Regions from separate parts of the Mus musculus genome. Here region 1 is linked to region 2. The links are chromatin contacts, called in public promoter capture Hi-C maps. All regions are on one chromosome and are shown on one strand. The core of a region is the stretch at or near the end of the contact, and the rest is flanking DNA. Distances in the headings are between cores, read along the strand shown.

The links. Capture Hi-C pulls out chosen DNA fragments and counts their contacts.
Region 1: a promoter capture Hi-C map of adipose tissue shows a contact between it and region 2. The contact joins the promoter of Szrd1 here to the promoter of Ythdf2 in region 2.

The regions. Positions count from the first base shown.
Region 1 is chr4:141,136,869-141,143,042 of GRCm38.p6, reverse strand. Szrd1 (SUZ RNA binding domain containing 1) reads left to right here and starts at 3,247. Exons shown (of 4, transcript NM_001025608.2): 1 at 3,247-3,351. The coding sequence starts at 3,301.
Region 2 is chr4:132,207,045-132,214,235 of GRCm38.p6, reverse strand. Ythdf2 (YTH N6-methyladenosine RNA binding protein 2) reads left to right here and starts at 1,980. Exons shown (of 5, transcript NM_145393.4): 1 at 1,980-2,336; 2 at 2,780-2,804; 3 at 3,405-3,484. The coding sequence starts at 2,310.

The sequences.
Region 1 (6,174 bases), core at 1,998-4,497, 8.9 Mb before region 2:
AGAAAAAGTAAGAGAAAACTACACACAGCCTAGCATTTAAGGTTTTTGTTCGTTTGTTTAGTTTTGTTTTGTATGTGTGTGTATAGATGGCTTCATGTGCCCACTGCTCAACTTTTGACTGCCTACGTGTCCTTGTGCCAAGGACAGTCTGACTACGGTCTTTGTGCTTGCATTCCTACCACACCTGGTTTGAAAGTGACTTCCTAACATAAAAGCCAAGCATGAACCATGGCTAACGACATTTCGCCAGAAACAGAAGCACAAGTTTTAGGGTCTCTGCCAATATGTGAATCATGCCATGATCTCAGCTCTTGGGGTTTCCCCTTGGAAAACAAAACTGCCCTGCAGTCTTAGCAGTGAAGTTTTTCTGTCCCATGCTCTCCTCTTGTAGAGAAGGAAACCGTCCAAGCGAAGAAAGGACTTGCCCCGGGTCTCAAGGGATTGCTGGCTTCTTGGTTGCCCACTTAAGTGGAACAGAAGTTATTATTTTTGCAGCATCGTCAAATTATCCTCAAGATTTATGTCCTCCTGAATCTCTTGGAAAAAGTCACAGCTAAAAGATCGTCCTGCCTTTAGGGGTGTCTACCACAGAGGAATTATAAGAAACTGTCTCCCTCTGCTGGCCGCACTCTGTAACTACAAGGCTGAAAACATGCCCATTCCTCGGAAATGTTGGCCATTATAGTTGGTGTAAGAGAGTTTCATTGACATCACTGTTTCCAAGACACAAGAGAATTTGCTTCAAAAAATGTATTCATTGGCTACCTGGTAAAGCACTTGCTGTGTAGGCATGAATACTGGGGTTCGGATCACCAGCTCCACATAGATGACAGTTGAGGGCATGTCTGGAACCCTCGAACAGGCCTGAGTGTTAGGAGAGAGGCATCCCCAATTAGCTGAATTGTCTAGGCCAGGGTCCAAGTAAGACACTCTGCCTCAATATATGGAGAGTGATCAAAAAAGACACCTGTCATGCAATCTCTGGCTTACACACACACACACACACACACACACACACACACACACACACACACACACTTAAAAATGAATTCACAGAAGACTCACAAATACAGTAACCAGAGATGGGCAATATGACATCCTTTGTTCTTGAAGATAGGGAAATAGTCCAATTCTTTGAGTTTCAAACAGGCTTTTTACTGCTTGTGAGATATCTGTCAACAAGAAGCCTGATTACATGAACTGGAATCCCAACTGACCACGGCAGCACACACATTCAATCTCAGTGCTCAGCACACAGAGACAGGTGGATCCCTGTCAGCTGGAGTCAGGCTAGCCCAGTCTACAGAGTGAATTATAGCACAGCCTGGGATACATAGTGAAACCCTCCAGGGGCCAGGTGGTGGGGGTGGGGCTGGGGCTGGCATCTTGAAAGGCTTCAGTATGCAGGCAGAGGTGTAGAGCAGGAGGTTCTAGGTAAGAGCCCCGTGACAACGGACCTGGCAATGATCCAGAATGCTGGGAAATCTCGGAGGAGGAGAAAAAAGCTGGTAACATTTTACCAAGATGGTTGCAATTATGATCACTAAGAATACAAACTGCAAAATGTCACAACAGGAAACTCTTACTTTATTAAGATTAATGGGACCCTAAAAATATGAGGGAAAACCACATTCCAAGTCAGTTAACTTGATTATAGCACCCACATTGCTGCCTTACTCAACAGCATGTTTTTGATAGAGCTAACTATAAGGGACATGTCCCAGAAATGTTGTCTGTGTTTGGGGAAAGGATTAGAGGTGAGACAGACAGGCAAGCCACCCCCACCAGCTGCCCCCCACCCTTCAGCAGTCATACCCATTAGACAGGGTTTCTTTGTGTAGCCCTGGCTGCCCTGGAACTCACTCTGTAGACCAGGCGACTCAGAAATCCACCTGCCTCTGCCTCCCAAGTGCTGGGATTAAACGCGTCCCGGCGACCCCCTTAGAATTTTTAAGGGAAGTCAGATACCGGTTGTGACTCTTCAGTATAATAAGGTGTGTGTGGGAGGAGGGTGGTGGTTGTTGTCTTGTTTCCTTTTGGTTTAATTTTTGAGACAGGGGCTGTCCTAGAACTCATTCTGTAAACTCACAGAGATTCCCCTGCCTCTGCCTCCTGAGTGCTGGATTAAAGGCGAGGGCCAGCACTGCTCAGGCAGTGCCTGCTTCCTAATGCCATGCTTCTCACCATCTTCAGCTGTCTGAGTCTTTTCTTCCTGCTGCCTTAATTCTTTTCTTTCTTTTTTTTAAAGATGTTTTAATTTATTTATCTGTAAGTATACTGATACTGTAGCTGTCTTCAGACACTCCAGATCTCATTACAGATGGTTGGGAGCCATGTGGTTGCTGGGATTTGAACTCAGGACCTCTGTAAGAGCAGGCTGTGCGCTTAACTGCTGAGCCATATCTCCAGCCCAGAGATGCTTTTTTCTTTTTTCCTCTCGAGACAGGGTTTCTCTGTGTAGCCCTGGCTGTCCTGGAACTCACTTTGTAGACCGGGCTGGCCTCCAACTCAGAAATCCGCCTGCCTCTGCCTCCTGAGTGCTGGGATTAAAGGCGTGCGCCACCACGTCCGGCCAAAGATGCTTTTTAATCCTTTCTTTAAGTATAGAAATGTCTCAAGAATGTTGTAAAACAGGGCTGGTGAGATGGCTCAGTGGGTAAGAGCACCCGACTGCTCTTCCAGACTGCTCTTCCAAAGGCCTGGAGTTCAAATCCCAGCAACCACATGGTGGCTCACAACCATCCTAACGAGATCTGATTCCCTCTTCTGGAGTGTCTGAAGACAGCTACAGTGTACTTACATATAAATAAATAAATCTTAGAAAAAAAAAAAAGTATGACTGGTTACCGGGTGTGGTGGCGCACACCTTAAAAAAAAAAAAAAATGCTGTAAAACAAACATGTGACCTGTAGCTTAGAAAAACTTAGACTCACTTTTTTTCTTTTGAGATTCAATTTTTGAAAAAAAAATTAATTTTCAATCATTGCCTGCCCTTAAGAAACGATGGTTCCAAAGCACACAGTTCCCGAACTGGAGCAGGTAACGTCACTTGAACTCTCTCATTCAGTAAACCAGCGAGCGTATTGACCTCATGAAAGATGGAGGCCGATCTGACTTCCCTGCCCTCTTCCAAGATGGCAGACCAGGCGAGTGGAGGACCTGGCCGGGCGCCTCTTCCGGGCTGGGGGAGGGGGCGTGGTCCATTGAGGAAAGCCCTGCGTGCCTCCGCCCGCGACTCAGGCGCGCTTCAAGGCGCAGGCGCGGGGAGGGGTTGGGGGAGGAGGGAAAGCGGCGAGTAAGATGGAAGATGAGGAGGTCGCTGAGAGCTGGGAGGAGGCGGCAGACAGCGGGGTAAGGAGGAGCTGCCGCCCCGCGGTAGGGCTGGGCGGACCTGGCGTGAGGGAAGCCTCCGGGGAGTGGGTCTGGGGAGAGTTTTCCCCAAGGAAGGGTCTCCCACGCCGGGCCGGAGGTGGAAGAGAGGCCCCCGGTCCCGGATCGCCGTGAAGGCCTCTTAAAGGGGCCGCGTTCCATTTCTCTCTCCACCTTTGCCGGGTGCCTCTCCGCCCAGCGGTGTGCGCTTCGCTCTGGGCGCCCCACCTTCTACCCCGGGGCAACTCTCTCTGGTCCCCCGCGCCCTAGGGACCATTTTAAAGTTCTTGAGCTCCGTCTGGTGAGGGAGGGGCTCGGGTGGAGTGCCTGGCTCGGAGGAAGAGCGGGAGGAGGCCCCGAGACAGCGGGGAGCAAGCGACCATGTGTCCTCTGGGACCACTGGGCTCTGGGCCGAAATCCCCCGCCGCTGTGCGCCTTCCGCCGCGGTGAGCGAGCCTGGTTTTTTCTCTTCCTTTCCCTTTTCCTCTTTCAGTTTTAGTCCGAGTTTTCCGGGGATCTCAGCAGAGCTCCCCTAAACTCTGCAAAGCATCTGCTCTTCCCCGGGACCCACCCTAAGATCTGCGCAGTGGGAAGGATCTCGGACTACGTTCTTCTGAGTGGAGGGAAGGGAAAGGAAGAAGGGTGTGATTTGTAAGATAGCCTCATGCCTGCGAGAAGGGGAGATTACCGATCGGTATGATGCGAGTGAGAGTTTTTGCTTGCCCCCAAAAGTTACAGGAAAAGGAAAAATTATCCCAAGTAGGAACTCCTCTATTAGATTCGTGATTCTCGTGGTAATTTCAGAGTTTGAGGTTCGAAGCTAACCCTCGTGGAGACGGAAATGTCTCTTTGGTGACCATGTGTCCGCGCCTGGGCTGGGCCGGGCTGGGCCGGGCCGGGCCGGGCCGGGCTGGGCTGGGCTGGGCTGGGCTCCGCTCCGGTGACATTCACCTCAAAAGTTTATGTGTGGGGAGTCACATATACTAGGATAGAGGAGGAGTTGGGTCTGTCTTCCCCTAGCGCTTCTAACCAGCACAGCAGTGGTGTATCTTCACAGGAATGTTGAAACTTGGCCTCGAAGTTTTTTCCGCTAGTTCAGCATTTCTCGAAAGATTGGTGATGCTTTTCGACTTAGCATTAACGAGCCTTGGAAGGCCTGCTTGGTTCAGCGATTATTTAATAGAGGTTTAAGGTACATTCCCCTTGAATCAAGAAAGTGTGTGTTTGTTTGGTTTTGGTGTTTTTGAGACAAGATCTCTATATAGCCCTGGCTTTTCTGGAATTCACCAGGTAGACCAGGCTGGCCTCAAAATCACAGAGGTCTCCCTGCCTCTGCCTTCAGAGTGCTAGGATTAAAGGCGTGCGCCACCACACTCAACAAATAAGATTTTTATAGAGACTAACAGGTGTCGCTTAGGTATTTATTCACTCCACCTATATTTTTTGAGTGTGTGCTGCCTGTTAGGAAGTGTGTGCAGGGGCTGGTGAGATGGCTCAGCGGTTAAGAGCACTGACTGCTCTTCCAAAGGTCCTGAGTTCAAATCCCAGCAACCACATGGTGGCTCACAACCATCCGTAACGAAATCTGATGCCCTCTTCTGGAGTGTCTGAAGACAGCTACAGTGTATTTACATATAATAAATAAATAAATATTAAAAAAAAAAAGGAAGTGTGTGCAATAGTGACTTCTGCCAGAAAATGCACAATTTCCGGTAGAGGCATTTATGGCCTGCCACTAGGAGGAGTGTCTCCCAAATGCCCCTCATGTCACCTGTATTTAAAAAAAAAATAGGAAAGGAAAAAAAAACTGTTTTTTTTTTCTTCTTCTGATTTTATTTATTTATTTAGAAAAGAATGGGTTTCCAAACCCTGGTTTTTACAGCTTTCATGTAACCCTGGCTGTCCTGGAATTAGCTCTGTTGACCAGCTAGTCTGGAAACCACAGAGCACTGCCTGCTTGTGTGTTGGGATTGGAAGCAGGCGCCACTACTCCCAGAGAAAGTGAGGATGTGTATTCTCTGCTCGTGGACTCGTGGATGTGTGGGTGCCCGGGGATGCTAGAAGCCGTAGGATCCTCTGTAGCTGGGTTACAGACCTCTGTGAGCCATTGATGGGAGTGCCGGGACGGAAACTCCAGCCTTCTGTAAGAGCAGTGGGCACTTCTTTACCCCTCAGCCATCCCTCCAGACTCCAGACACTGCCCTACATTTTTAATATGTTTGCTTTAATGTGTTTGGTTTTTGGTTTTGGTTTTTTTTTTGGTTTTGATTTTTTTTTTTTTTTTTTTTGAGACAGAGACTCATAGTTACTGTCCATTCATTGTGAAGAGACACCGTCTGACCAAGGCAGTGCCTGTAGAGTCTCAAAAACTGGAGAGCAAGCATTCAAACTTAAGAGTCTATGGGAGTTGTTCTCATTGAAACCACCACATAAGGTCTCCCTGTGTAGCTCTGACTGGCTACACAGTCACTGTGTGGGTTTGGTTCTCCATAAACTCTTAAGGAGTTTGAAGCCTCCCAGGTACCCGGCTTCGGGTCTTTATTTGAAGATGTGCTGTTTGTGAATGTCAGGCTTTACACTGTAGCTCAGGCTGGCCTCAAATGCAGACAGAGCCTAGTATTCAGACTCAGCCTTCCAGATGCTGGCACTATAGACATCTCCACGCCTGGCCTCTCAAGACTGTCATGAATTCGATTCCCTTGAGTAATGCCAATGTGTTTGGCATGAAGGAGGAGGGGGAGGGGGAGCAGCATGCTCTCTGCATGCATCCAGTTGACTCTCTGTGTCTTTGAGGTGCGGGTGGTG
Region 2 (7,191 bases), core at 731-3,230:
TGCTGGGATTAAAGGCGAGCGCCACCACGCCTGGCTCCTTTCTTTCTTTCTTCTTTTTTTTAACCTTTATTTTTGTGAGAAACTTGTTAGGCAGGTGGTATTATCCTCTGTCTTAAGGGAGGGAATCTGAGACAGGTGTAATAATTTTCCTAGTGTTGTACCTGGACTCGGGAGACCAGTGTTTAGACTCTCTCTCGTTCTCAGGAGATGATGTCTAGTCTAATTCTCTTTTTACAAAATCAAGCTGTCTCTAAATGCAAGCAATTGCTGATACAGTTTATATACAAAGCTGAGCCATGAGGTTGACTGGCTAATTATCTTTCATAAAAAAACCATTACTAGGCTTCTCTCATTCAATTAATGGGCTCTCCACCCTGAGATGTGACATTTTACTAAGAGTTCTTTAACTTTGGTGTCTGATCTTATTCACTTAAGCCATAAATGTGAGTATAAGCAGACAAGAAATGCTTTGCACTTACTTTGAGCGGTTTACAAAGTAAAATCCAAGAGTCTTGGCTTTTTCCTCCTGAATCTGTCAAATCCAAACCTTCTCTATCTAGCAAGCAGATGGCATTAGGTTAACAATAGTGCATTGCTCAGGTGTCTACCATTTGCAATAGCAAAACCTACTACTAAATATCCTTGTCCAGAGTGATTTTTTTTTTGTTTGTTTGTTTGTTTTTTGAGACAGGGTTTCTCTGTGTAGCCCTGGCTGTCCTGGCACTCACTTTGTAGACCGGGCTGGCCTCGAACTCAGAAATCTGCCTGCCTCTGCCTCCCGAGTGCTGGGACTAAAGGCATGCACCACTACGCCCAGCTCGTGATTTTTTTTTTTTTAAATTAAAAATGCCTTTGGTGGTGCATGCCTTTGATAACAGCATTTAGGAGGCAGAGGCAGGCAGAATTCTGAGTTCAAGGCTAGCCTGGTCTACCTAGTGAGTTTGAGGACAGCTAGAGGCACCCTGTCTCAAAACACAAACAAAAAACCCTACAAACAAAAAAAAACCTGCCTTTGCTCATCCTTTGGCTCTCCAGTGAATCTTAGCTCATGAATACAGGATTTCTTTTCTAGCTGTTGAAGAATGATATTATGTTGTTCTTTGTGTCAAAAGCACAGATCTATTTAATAACTTGATAACTTTGGCAGCATGCTTAATCTCCCTTTTCCCAGCTGTAACATTGTTTGATAGGCACTTTGAACTTGTTGAAAGTCTTTAAATTTAATGTGTCAGAAAGCACTTAATGACAAAGCCCTGCACACAGCACATACTGGAATAGCGTTCATTTTCCAGTCCTTAGATCACGAATATTTCCTCTTAGGGTCCAACAGACTTCAAGAAAGTGTGTGTGACACTGTGCATACGGGTGAGGTGTCTTTTTCTTGGGAATAAAGTCCAGAGTTTACTAGATTATTTTGGGGTCACTGACTTCTCTGAAAAAAAGAGAGTGTATATTTTTCTCCCTCAAAAGTCAAAGGGGTAAATGTCTTGTGTGCAGGGCAGTGAGGGCCGGCTTTTTAATATTTAGTGGAAGTACTGCTCCTGGGTGTTTTTTTCAAGTCCCTGAGGAAGGAAGGTGACAATAGTCTTAAGGAAGGGCGCGGGTGTCTTCTGGGCCGACCTCCATGAAGTTTTCCCTGTGAGCTCTTAGGACCTCTCTTCTGGTTCCTTTTCAAATTGGGGGAGAGTTATCAAATGCAGTTATGAGTTAGGGCTCAAGTCCTACACAGAGTAGAAGCCTCTGCCCCATTAAGAAAGGGGCTTCTGCGTGTTTTCTTAAGACAAAACAATTATTCTCTAGGTGTTTGCCAAAAAACTCCAGTGGTGACCCCCGGTGCCACCCAGGGCTCCTAGGCCCAAAGCGGCGGCGGTGGGGGCGGGGAGACCGCGCGCGCACCGCTTCCGCTCCTCCAGCCCAGCAGAGGGCGCCACGGGCGCGGCTCTCCCTTCCCGAGATGCTTCGCGCCGGGCCCTTCCGCGTGGGTCAGCGACTGTGAGAGTCAGCGCTCGCGCCGCGCGCGCCGCCCGCCTCTGCCGCTCGGCCTCCCCCATTCGGGCTGCGAGGGGGCGGGCGCGCGCTCCGGAGCATAGAGACGGGCGTTGAGCTCGGCGGCCTAGAGCGTCGCCGGATCGGAGCCGGAGCCCGAGTCGCGCGCTGTGTCTCTGCTGCGTCCGCCGAGGCGAGGCTCCGAGTGTCAGGGACAAAAGCCGCCGCCGCACCCTCTGCTCCCGTCGTCGGGGCTCATCCGCCGCCGCCGCTGTCCCGACGAGGAGTCCGCCGCCGTCGTTCCCCGTGAGGATCCGAGAGCCATGTCGGCCAGCAGCCTCTTGGAGCAGGTACAGGCCCAGCCCGCATGTCTCGGCCATTGTGTGAGGCGAGACGGGGCCCGACTAGGCCCGGGCCCGCCGCTCCTGGCCGGGCCGCGGCGGGCGCCTCTCGCGGCTCGGGATTCGGGCCTCAGACCGGCCGCGCCCTGAGTCTCCCGCCCGGCCCGCTCTTCCCGCTCCTCCCCGGGCCGGGCCGGCCGCGCCGCGCTCCCTCCCAGTAGCGGCCCGGGCTTCCCTTCCTCGTTTCCTCTCTTTCCCTCGTGTGGCTGCCGGGTGGCCGGGCTGCCGGGGCTGCCCCGCCGGCCTAGCGCTCGTCCCCGCCTCCCCCTCACCACGCGTCCCCCCCAGGCCGGTTCCTTTCTTCCCTGCTCGGGCCCCGCGTTCATTTGTCTTTCCTTTTCCGTTTTCTTCTCGGACGACTTGCTGCTCGGCGACGTCCCCTCCTCTCGCAGAGACCAAAAGGTCAAGGAAACAAAGGTAAGACCCCGCTCCTCCGGGTGGCCGCCGGCCGGGATGGGGAGGGGGGTCCGCCGGGCCGTGGGGGCGGTGGCTCGAGGACGCGCCCCGGGGAAAGGACCTTTCCGAAGCCGCTCGGGTCGCAGGTGCCGCGCGCGGGGCGGTCGCCCCTTTTGGTGTGGCCCTGCAGCTGGCGGGCAGCTTTTTTCGTTAACAACGAGTAATTCATGAGCGGCCGGGGGTGGAATGCATTTTGAGAAGCACCAGGTCCTTAGTTTTCTCGTAGGTCTTAGGAGCCCTTTGTGTTTCCTCCTCGTGGAGCACTTTCTGGAAGTCACTCACATGTGAAGGAAGCGGGGAGAGAAAGCCGGAGGGAATTGAAATTCGAAGGAGCCAATACACTGACCTTTTAAAAAGATCAGCTCGCTCTGGGGTGGAGACTCTTTTTCACTGTCCGGCTCTTGCTTCAGCCCTGGCGCTCATCGTTATTCCCCGGAGTTTCAAACCAAGTGACTCTTGGAACTAGCATGGTTTCTTCCTGGTGTGAATGTAAACTGATGGATGGGTTTGGAAGGGAGCTCTTCGGACCAGGGCATTGCTAATTTAACTTTTCCCCTCTAGTACAAAATGGTTCTGTGCATCAAAAGGATGGACTAAATGATGATGATTTCGAACCTTACTTGAGCCCACAGGCAAGGCCGGTGAGTAGTAAATTGTTCTATATTATCTGAGGGGACAGTGTACTGTTAGACTTTCTCTGCCCTGTCTCACTTTTGTGTTTGGGTGTGTTTGGGTGTGTGTGTGTGTGTGTGTGTGGCTGACTCCTAATACAACTTACTAATTTGTTATATAAAACATTAAAGATATAAGCTGTGTGGTCAACAAAGCATGTGCTCTGAGACTGCATTACTGATAACGCGAGTTGTATAAGAGCTGTTATGCTGGCATGAGTAATTGCCCCTTGTTTGCCAGGAAAGGATTAGTGCACAGCTTAAGAATATTGGCCAGAGTTTAGCCTGAGCTCTAAAGAAAACAAAACCTTGTCTTTTAGGGAAATTGGGATGATAATGTAGTGAGGAAATTCTAGTGAATGATCACCTGAACCTCACCTATACAAAACTTACTTCTCTTTTGTCTCCAGTGAGGCTCTTTGTGTATTAAAACTATTTCAAAGTGAGACAGTGGGGCGCTAGATGGTGATTTTTGGTTGTTTAGTATCTGTAGAGAACAACTTTGTGCATAGCTCTTTTGGCTAATGTGTTTGTTAAAGGAGGCTAAAACACTGTTGAACACAGTTGACATTCAGACCAAGAATGATTGCGGTTGCAGGTAGGGCCAGGTAGAGGGCTTATGCATCAGTGTGTCCTTCTAGTGTAGTTCCCATTGCCACCAAGAAAAGTTTGAGATACATTTATTTGATGGGAGGACTAGTTGCATATATATGTAGATACTCCTAATATGAACTGTATGTATGAATTGTTTGATTCACCAGCTTTATTGTCTCCTCTTAGGACAGCCACACAATTTTGGTTAATGTAAATTCACAGATAAATGTATCCAAAAGAGTTGAAGGTTTTGATTTTAGGATGCTGTAGCATAGATTAAGAAGTTTGTGGAACATTGATATAAAAATTTGAACCTGTTCTGTAGGAAAAACATATGGCTGGTTTTCAGTAACTTGACATATATGTATGTATTCAGTAACTTGACATATATGTATGTATTCAGATTTGGACCCGATTGTTCCCTAAGGTTTTTGAGATAGCTTATCTAAAAATCTTCATATTGAGAGTACAAAAAGTTTCCACACTGGCTAACCAGCCAATCAAAGAAGCAGAGGAATGAAATATTAATAATTGCTGTTAATGATGTCGTTTGCTTTCCTAATCATTGTAACTGAGTGGGAGCATTTAGGACCCATTCTAGGTAGTTCTTGCACAGTATTGTGTAATTGAGAGTGTGGAGCTCTGGCATGTGTGAACTTGCCATCTCAGGTATAGCCATTCACCTGTGTCTTGGCATAACCTGTGCTGGTGAGAGCGTTTTGTCTTCTTAGAGAAGCTGAAGCTTAGTGACTTTTAAAAACTGAGGTATGGCTATAGACCTTGAAGGACTATGGCTGATTTTGTTTTGTTTTGTTTCTTGTATATAATCTAGAGTAATTCACAGAGCTGGGTGTTGTGCCTCATGCCTTTAACTCAAGGACTAGGGAGACAGAGGCAAGTGGATCTTTTGAGTTTGAAGCCAGTCTGGTCTTAAAAGAGTTCTGGGCTAACCTTTACATGATGACTTTAGTCCCAGCATTTGGGAGGTAGAGTAAGATGAGTCTCTGTGAGCTTGAGGCCAGCCTGCTCTACAAAGTTGAGTTCCAGGGCAGCCAGGTCTGTTACACAGAGGTTTAAACATGCCTTTTTCTTTTTTTAAAAAAGAATTCTAGGCTAGCCATGACTACAGAATATGCTGTGTCTAACACAGGGCCTCATACTAAATCTTTTCTTTTTTCTTTTTTCTCTTTTTGGTGGGTGGGGTGGGAGAGTCTCCCTATGTAGTCTCGACTAGCCTCATACTTACTGAGATCTGTTTGCTTCTGTCTCCTTAATCCTAGGATTAAAGGCATAAGGCACCATACTTGGCTTTATCACGGTCTTATCAGTTGAAAAATTTATTGTGTAGATGTATTTAGAGGCTAAAGAATACAGTTTATACTGTTTCCTGGCCTTGGTAATACAAGTTTAAGTACTAAGGTACTTAGTTTTCTAAGTCTCTTCAGGATAAATCTACCTATTGGTAGCTATGGATCGGCAAATAATGAGTTGCTGGAACTATTACAGCTAAGGCAGAGTATTTTGAGTTGGGTTATGTACTTATGGGAATCAGTGTTATATACCTCTTGTTTTAAACTTGATCATTCTCTACACTGTAGGTTCATTTAATTAAGTTTTGAGATAGAGTCTTAAGAGTATTGCCCAGGCTGGCTTGGAACTATGTCTATGTAGATCAGGTTGGCTCCCAATAATTGAGATTTACCTGAGTCTGCCTCTCCAGTGCTGGGATGAAAGGCATACACACATCAACCATGCCCAGTAGTTCTGTAGGAATTTTTTTGCAAAACCCAAACAAAACATCAAGGCTTTCATATAATAATAATCTGTATACTTGATGTGAAGAGTAATTGTACATAATTTTGTATTTCTGATTATTTAAGGTTATAGACTTATTTGTATTATATTTTTCTACTTCTAATGCAAAAGGTAGTGTGAATTTCAAATGGCAGTCATTCATTTTATAGATGAGACGAAACGGGAACTAAACTACCCCCCCAACCCCCCTTGAATCTTAAGTCCTTTGGAAACCACTATTTCCCTTCCAGATTCTTACACAGTTTACTTAGTAAACACTAAGTTTATGAGGGAAGAATGCTTAGACTAGGCATGTGGACTAGAACTTGAGATTTCTAGTTCTTTCCATTTTGTTTTGTTTTCTTTCTCCTTCCTTCCTTCCTTCCTTCCTTCCTTCCTTCCTTCCTTCCTTCCTTCCTGGTTTTTTGTTTTTTTGGTTTTTTGTTTTGTTTTGTTTTTGGTTTTTTGAGACAGGGTTTCTCTGTATAGCTCTGGCTGTCCTGGAACTCACTCTGTAGACCAGGCTGGCCTCGAACTCAGAAATCCCCCTGCCTCTGCCTCCTGAGTGCTGGGATTAAAGGCGCCTGTGCCACTACTGCCCGACTCTCCAATGTTTCCTTACACACACACACACACACACACACACACAAAAGAACTGGGCATATATGTGCTACCACACAGAGAACAATTTGCAGAAGTTGGCTTTCTCTGTTCACCATGTGGGATCCAGGATCAGGTTCTTGAGCCTGACTACTGAGCCATCTCACGGAGCTTTGTTGTTTTACATATCTTCTTATGTGGGTGTGGACCTGCCATGGCATGTGTGTACAAGTCAGAGGGTAACTTGACAGTGCCAGTTCTTGTCGCCATATGAGTGCTGGTGATTGAACTCCGGTTATCAAGCATGACAGTAAATATCTTTACCCTTTGAACCATCTTTTGGCCCTCATTTTTAAGACTTACCAATTTTATGTTTTGAGTGTTTTGCCTGTGTATATGTATCTACAGCACGTGTGTGCCTGGAGGTCAGAAGAGGTTATCAGGTTCTTGTTGGATATGTTATCTGGTTTTGTGAGGTCTTAAACTTACTATATAGCTAAGAAAGACCTTGAATTCTACCTTCATGCCTGATATCCCCCCCTTCCCCCCCCCCCCCCCCCCCGTTTCCCCAATTGCTGGGATTATAGGCATGTACTATGAGGTCTGGCTCTTGTGCTGGGAAACTCGAACACTGATCTTGCATAATTCCCACCTTTTTTGGTTGTTATTGTTGTTTTTGTTTTTCCAGA